Linked DNA regions of Sus scrofa: region 1 is linked to region 2. Evidence: chromatin contacts called from public Hi-C data. All regions are on one chromosome and are shown on one strand. The core of a region is the stretch at or near the end of the contact, and the rest is flanking DNA. Distances in the headings are between cores, read along the strand shown.

The links. Hi-C and Micro-C count contacts between places; a contact is called where the count stands out from the background.
Region 1: a Hi-C map of embryonic fibroblasts shows a contact between it and region 2, with 5 times the contacts expected there. The contact joins the promoter of CFAP100 here to the enhancer-like site in region 2. A contact is called at or near these places in 2 of 5 promoter capture datasets (both in liver), 20 of 47 Hi-C or Micro-C datasets (adipose tissue, alveolar macrophages, brain and 7 more) and 1 of 2 datasets of contacts at active chromatin or transcription factors (skeletal muscle).

Annotation. Positions count from the first base shown.
Region 1 is chr7:53,908,072-53,911,781 of Sscrofa11.1, reverse strand. It overlaps CFAP100 (cilia- and flagella-associated protein 100), which reads right to left and starts at 2,429. Exons shown (of 15, transcript XM_021098950.1): 1 at 2,303-2,429; 2 at 1,081-1,191. The coding sequence starts at 1,171.
Region 2 is chr7:53,836,252-53,840,480 of Sscrofa11.1, reverse strand. The region is part of intron 2 of LOC106508724 (a long non-coding RNA gene); the gene reads left to right. Among named protein-coding and RNA genes, the nearest start is that of ALDH1L1, 44 kb to the right of the region's middle. Within about 2 kb of position 2,235, at least 6 of the 83 cell types and tissues checked have an H3K27ac peak or open chromatin away from gene starts, as enhancers often do. A contact at or near this core is called in alveolar macrophages and embryonic fibroblasts, where this site is marked.

The DNA of each region.
Region 1 (3,710 bases), core at 1,180-3,679, 71 kb before region 2:
TCCACAGCATCTGGTTCACAGGCAAACAAGTCCCAGGGAGTGGTTTGGCTGTGTGGCCGCTTGTGTGAGAAAAGGACACGCTGTCTCCCAGTGCATTTGCTCATATGTGTGCAGGGTATGAGCATGGTGAGTGTCACGCTTGGAAGGAGAGAAGGACACGCCAGGCACCTCCCATCAGGGACACTGACTGTTGGGGGACAAGTAGGGCTTTTCACCAGGACGGCTATGAACACACCTGAGTTTTGAACCACAGAAGTACTTCATCTAGTCAAAAACAAACGAAATGAGAGGCGGAAGGCGTGAGGTGTGTGTACATGGAGGGCACGGTGTTGTCCCTCAGCCCAAGCAGCCCAGCGTGTGCCACCCAAGGGGCACCTGGCCATGTGCACCTACCTCACACAAGGGCCGTGGCCAGCTGGCACCTTCTCGGCTCAGTCTGTAGCCCTGGCTGCAGGAAAGCGGGAGGGGCACCTCCACGGCGGCACCTTCCTCAACACCTGTTACTGGGTGAATTGTATCCCCCAAAATGAAAGCTTTTGAAGATCTGAAATCCTAACTCCCTTCCAGAATGTGACCCTGTCTGGGTGTTTGCCGATGAAACTAAGCCTGAGGTCATCCTGGGGCAGTGTGGGTGCCCACTCCAACATGACTGCTGTCCCCAACAAGAAGGGGAGATCGAACACCAAGTGAAGGTGAAGGCAGAGACGAAGCTAATGCTTCTGCAAGCCAGACAACAAAAATCACCCACAAACCCCCAGACACTGGGGGAAAGCATGGAACAGAGTCCCCCTCGTGGCCTCCCAAAGGATCCAGCCCTGCCCCTGGCACCTTGATTGTGGACTTCCAGCCCCCAGAACTATGAAACAATAAACCTGTTGTTTAAGGCCCCAGCCTGGGGCGGAACTTCGTTACAGCAGCTCTAGGAAATAAAACAAGGAGTTTCTGCAGAACCAGGGAAGTCTGAGATTCCTGCTTCATGGCTGATTTAGAATCACTGTGCGCCTTGATAACATCTAGACCTCACTGCCACAGGTGCCCAAGGCTGCCTGTGACGCTGAGAGACCCCAGCCCAGCACTTACTGTTATGCAAAGACAGGTCCTTGGACAGGGTAGGAAGCAGGATCTTGGACATCCGGGCAAAGGAGGAAGCTCTCACTGAGAAACTTGACATTGGCTAAAGGAGATTCCAACCTGGGGAGAAACACACTGCTTGAGCCAAGCAGTCCCCAGTCCCCTGCCCGGCAGTGACTGAGAACAGCTAGCATTTACTGAGGGCTCACCAGGTGCCCAGCACCTGCAGCTCCTTGCTCCCACCCCCCATCCTCTCTCCCCTCCTGGGCCCCATTCCAGCAGCTGTGCCTCATCTCTGTTCCCAGGGCCTGCCAGCCCTGGTCTGCCCCAGCTCTGTCCTCTCCCGCACCCAGATCTGAACTCAAGCCTCACTCCTTCCAGGAAGTATCCTCTCAACACTCCATCCACTCCCATGTGACCTCATTTTCTTTTCTTCTCTGCAATTACCAATGTTTGATTTATCACTTAAAAAAGCAATTTCTTGCCTATCTTCCCCCTAGAATGTAAACTCCATGAAAACAGGCAGCTACCCATTGATTTGCAGCCCAGTGCTCATCAAGCCTCCGGTAAGAGCTTGGAGCTTCTTAACTGTTTACTGAACAAGTGAGTTTTCTTTTTGCAGAAGAGAAACCTAAGCAGAGATTCAGCAGGCTGTTCAAAGTCACACACCCGGAAAGGGCCAAGGCTGGACTCCACCCCAAGATTCCTCGACTCCAAAGCCTACTTACACCCGTTGGCGCGGGCTAGCACTACCAGGCCTCCCAACAACCCCACCTTGGCCATCTGCTGTATGGCAAGGGTGCACGGGCCTGGAGCTAGGGAGGGATGGCTAGCTGGCTGAGTATGTGATACAGCTGGTACACTGCGAGTAAGGAGGGCCCCTGCAACCAAGGCTTGGAGGGGCGCTCTAGGTGTCTGCCCCTACCCCTACAGCCTCCCCCCCGCCCCGCCTCCCCCCCACCTCCCCCTACCTCTCCTGCCCGCCTCCCCCACCTCGCCCCGACTGCCGCCCCACCGCACAAACCCCGCCCCTACCCCGCACGACTGCCCGCCCCGCCCCGCCAGCACACAACGGACCCCGACCAAGCATACCCCCGTCTCACTTGCAGCCCCCACTACCCCGCACACACCCCATCCCGACTCCGCGCGCCCGCCGCCTAGCCTGCCCACCCCTGCACACACCCCGCCCCGACCCTGCGCGCCCCCGCATCCAGGTCTGGCGCGCCCTCACCGGCCCCGCACGCCTGCGCTCGCTCAGAAGTCTCAGAGCCGCTGAACCCGACTCTGCGCACGCGCGCGCCCAGGCGGTCAGTTTACGTCGTCAAGGCAACCGTTCTCCTGGCGGGCGGGGTTGTGACATCACAAAAGTCGCGGAGGGCCGGCAGCTCCCTGGCCGCAGGAGGGCAGCGCGTGACCGCTTGGAAGCAGCCGGCTCCCCGGTTCCTGGGTTTCCTTACTCTGTCATCATTTTACGCCCCTCCGGCTCTTTTTCCTTCATTTTCTGGCTGATTCTTTCACTGTGCACCAGGATGCACGTAGTACAGAGACAGACCTGATCATTCCCGTGGAGTGGACCTCACTTTCTTAAAGTGTGCCTCTTAAAGTGTGGTATCGGGCCACAGCATCTCAAATGCTGGGAACTCGTTAGAAAAAACAATGCTCTGCTGGACCCCGAAGCAGAAACTCTGGGGGCAGGCAGATCCGGGGATCTGGGCTGTGACGAGATCGCCTGGTGATTGCTATGCTAGCTCAGGTTGAAGAACCACTGCCCCTTAGGGTGCCAGAGACATATAATAAAGGCAGAGTTTTTGTCTAAGTTTATAAACAGAGGGCGGGACCCCCGTTTGATTGCCCAGGTTCACCAGCTGTTGTGGCCATGGGCACCAGGGGCTGCCTTCCTCGCCTCTCTGGCTCAGGGCCCTGTTTCACACCACACAGCAGGAGGCCCGTCCTTGAATTTGACCATAGTCACCCAGCCCTGCTCACATATCTGGGAAATTTATAGATTGAGCTGGGGGCAAAATCAGGGCAGGGAGCCCAGTTCTGCCAGGGGAGCGGAATCACCCTCCCTGAATCACCCTCGGAGTGCCAGGACCTCACGGGCAGTAACTACAGTGTGGGGGCTTCCAATCTGTTAAGCCACACATGTGGTGTGTGTGTGTGTGTGTGTGTGTGTGTGTGTGTGTATGTGTATACACGTGGAGGGTATCAGCAGCTGGAATCAGATACCCTGGACAGACGGTCCCCCCACTCAGGCAGCTTGCCATTCTAATGACCCAGCCACCACCTATCTTGGCAGCCTGGCGTCCTTCCGAGCTATCAGAGCACGTTGCTGGGCATAGGGTTAGGGGCCAGCAGCCACAACAGGCTTTGATGAGGGTGACTGAGGAGGGAGAGCACAGTTCTGAGAGGATTTCTCTCAAACACCACACGAGTTCTTAATGGGACTTCAGAAATCTGGAAAAGAGACAAACCAAAAAGGAGAAGACGGGGTAGCAGCCAGAGTTACTGGGATCAGAAACAGAAATCAACAATAGCCAATTAGGGAAAAAGGCCAGGGCACTTACCCCTGCTGCACAGGGTGGGAGCCAGGCTGGGAGATGGTGTGGCCAGCAAGCCCAAAGCTGCAGCAGGCATGT
Region 2 (4,229 bases), core at 986-3,485:
ACTGACTGAGGCCAGGGATCAAACCTGCAACCTCATGGTTCCTAGTCAGATTCGTTAACCACTGAGCCATGATGGGAACTCCCTTTTTTTTTTTTTTTTTTTTTGCCTTTTCCAGGGCCACTCCTGTGGCACATGGAGGTTCCCAGGCTAGGGGTCCAGTTGGAGCTGCAGCTGCCAGACTATGCCAGAGCCACCGCAATGCAGGATCCGAGCCGTGTCTACAACCTACACCACAGCTCACAGCAACGCCGGATTGTTAACCCACTGGGAAAGGCCAGGGATCGAACCCGCAACCTCATGGTTTCTAGTCGGATTCGTTAACCACTGCACCACGTTGGGAACTCCACGTTGTTACAATTTAACAGTTTCCCCAGCTCTTCTTATCTTGCAGCTTTGTGTTTCATTTTGTACAGTTACCACCTAAGAGATATCATATGATGTTTGTCTTTCTCCTTCTGACTTCCTTCACTTAGTATGAGAATCTCTAGATCTAACCATGTTGTGTAAATGGCATTATTTCCTTTTTATGGCTGAGTAGTATTCCATTGTGTATATGTACCACATCTTCTTTATCCATTCTTCTGTAGATAGACATCTAGGTTGCTTCCATGTCTTGGCTATTGTGAATAGTGATGCCATGAATGTAGCAGTGTATGTATTTTTTTGAATTATAGTTTCATCCAGATATATGCCCAGGAATGGGATTGCTAGATTATATGGCAACTCTATTTTTAGGTTTGTTTTGGGGTGTTTTTTTTGGGGGGGGTGGCTGCATGTGGAAGTTCCTGGGTCAGGGATCAAACCAGCGCCACAGCAGTGACCCAAGGCACTGCAGTGACAATGCCAGATCCTTAACCCTGTAAGCTACAAGGGAACTCCTATTTTTGGTTTTTTGAGGATCCTCTGTGCTGTTTTCCAAAGTGACTGCATCAACCAGCATTCCCACTAACAGTGTAGGAGGGATCTCTTTTCTCCACACCCTTTCCAGCATTTATTGTTCACAGACTTTTTGATTATGGCCATTCTAAACAGTCTGACCATTCTAAAAATTAGTGATGTTAAGCATCTTTTCATGTGTCCTTTATCCATTGTCTTCTTTGGAAAAAGGTCTGTTTACGGCTTCTGTCCATGTTTTGATTGGATTTTTTGTTGTTGGGTTGTATGTGCTATTTATATATTTTGGAAATTAAGCCCTTCTTGGTCACATCATTTGCAATTTTTTTTCCCTTTCTGCAGTTTGTCTTTTCATTTCGTTGATGGTTTCCTTTGCTGTGCAAAAACTTGTAAGTTTGATTACATCCCATTCGTTTATTTTTTTCTTTTATTTCTGTTGCATGGGAGACTGACCTAAGAAAACATTGGTACGATTTATGTCAGAGAATTTTTTGCCTGCTGTTAGGAGTTTTATGGTGTCATGTCCTATGTTTAAGTCTTTAAGCACTGGTCTGTATGTCTATTTTGGCACCAGTAGCACACTGTCTTGGTTACTGTAGCTGTTGTAGTGTTGTCTGAAGTCAGGAAGGGTTACGCCTCCTGCTTCATTCTTTTTCTTCAGAATTGATTTGGCAATTCTGGGTCTTTTGTAATTCCATGTACATTTCAGGATTATTTGTTCTGAAAAATGTCCTGGGTAATTTGATAGGGATCACATTAACTCTGTAGATTTCTTTGGGTAGTGTGGCCATTTTAGTGGTCATTTTAACTATATTAATTCTTATAATCCAAGAACATGGATTGTCTTTCCATTTCTTTGAATCATCTTCAATTACCCTTATCAGTGTTTTGTAGTTTTCAGTGTATAGGTCTTTGACCCCCTTGGTCCTTGGCACATGGATCTGTCAGGAGGGGACACACCATTATTCCACAAGGAGACCACGGGTCGTCTGGTTATTCCCAGACTGGCCTATTTCTTCATTTACCTGGTCCTTCTGATCTGATCTATACCCTTTATGATAAAACCGCAATCATAAATATCACACTTTCCTTGGATCTGTGAGTCATTCTAGTGAATTATTGAACCTCAAGTTTCACAGGAACCCCTGAAGCGTGGCGGCCTGAGCACCCCCTGAGATTTGCAACTTGAAGTGGGCAGCCTTGGGGTCTGACACTAATGCTGGGTGGACAGCATCAGGACTGACTTGCAGAACACGCAGCTGAGTTTCCATCAGGTGATATCTATTGTATGTGTGTCACAGGCACGTCTTCCCTCATACACTCAGGGGCTGTGAATAGTGCTGCTATGATCACGTGAATAGTGCTGCTATGATCATGTGTTGAGTATCTGTTTTCAATCCTTTGGGTAAATACCTAGAAGTGGAATTGCTGAGTCATTTAATTACTCATGTTCAACTTTTGGAGAGCTTCTACACATTCATCCACAGTAGCTGAATTGTTTTGCAAGGCTTCCCATTTCTTCATTTTCTTGCCATCTTAGTCTATTAGGACTGCTTTAACAATAAAACACCACAGCCTGGGTGGAATATAAATAACAGGCATTTCTATCTTTTTTTTTTTTTTGGTCTTTTTGGGGTCACACCTGTGGCATATGGATGTTCACAGGCTAGGGGTTGAATGGGTGCTGCAGCTGCCAGCCTACACCACAGCCACAGCAATGCCAGGTCTAAGCCACCTCTGTGACCTACACCACAGCTCATGGCAACGCCGGATCCTTAACCCACTGAGCCAGGCCAAGGATCGAACCTGTGTTCTCATAGATACTAGTCAAATTCATTTCTGCAGAGCCATGATGGGAACTCCAGGCATTTATTTCTTACAGTTCTGGAGGCTGGCCATCAACATCAGGGTGCCAATGTGGCCTGGTGAGGCCCTTCTTCCTGGTCCATAGCTGGCGTTTTCTATGTCCTCACAGGGTGGAGGGGACAAGGGAGCTCTGTGGGGTCCTTTAAAAGGGCATTAATCACTTTCCTGACGTAAGTACTTCCCAAAGGCCCCATGTCCTAATACCATCACATCAGGAATGAGGATTTTTTTTTCTTTTTTATGAATTTTATTACATTTATAGTTGCACAACGATCATCACAACCCAATTTTATAGCATTTCCATCCCAGCCCATCCCCCCACTCCCTAATCTGTCTCATTTGGAGAACGTAATTTTTTCAAAGTCTGTGAGACAGTAAGGAATGAGGATTTCAGCACATGGATTTTGTGGGGACATAAACATCCAGACCGTAGTACTTACCAATATTTGTCATTTTCGGTCTGGTTTTTGTTTTAATTACACATGTCCTATTGGGTGTGAAACGGTATCTCACTGTGACTTGGTTTTGCATTTTCCTAGTGACTAATGATGTTGAACATATTTTCATGTGCCTTTGACCATTTGTATGTGTTTTTTGGAAAAATACCTGTACAGATGTTTTGCTCATTTTTAAAGTGGTTTGTTGTTTTGTTTGTTGAGTATTAAAAGTCCTTTATATATTCTGGACAGTAGACCCTTATCAGATGTGCAATTTGCAAATATTTTCTATCATTGTGTAGGTGTCTTTTTCACTTTCCTGAGAATGTTCTTTGATGTCCAAAAGTTTTAGTTTTGATGAAATCCAATTTATCTATTTTATTCTTTTTTGCTTGTGCTTTTGGTGTCATATCTAAGAGCCCACTGTCCCCATGTTTCCCTCTAAGTATTTTTATTTAGGTTGTTGACCAAATTATTTTTGGCTCTCTTCATGCCCCCATTTATGTATGGATTTGAGAGTTTGCTTTTCCATTCCTGAAAGAAACAAAAAATCTGTTGGAATTTTGAAAGGGATTGCATAAAACCTGTAGATTGCTTTGAGTATATCATAACATCTTACCAATAGTAAGTCTTTCAATCAAGGAACATAGGGTGTCTTTGCATTTATTTAGATCTTCTTTAATTTCTTTGAGCATTCATAGTTTTTAACATACAAATCTTTCCGCTTTTTGGTTAAATCTATTCCTAAGTATTTTATTCTTTTGGATGCTATTATAAATGGAATTACTTTCTTAATTTCTTTTTCAGCTTGTTCGTTGCTGATATATAGAAACGTAATTTTATATATTGATATTTTATATGCTTCACCTCTGCTAAATGTATGTTGGCTCCAGTAGGGTTTTGGTGCAATCTTTGGATTGTCCATGTATCATGTCATCTGTGAAGAGAGAAAGTTTTGCTTCCTTCCCAACTTGGATGACTTTTATTTATTTCCTTTTCTTCCTTAATTGCTCTGGCTGAAACCTCTGGTAC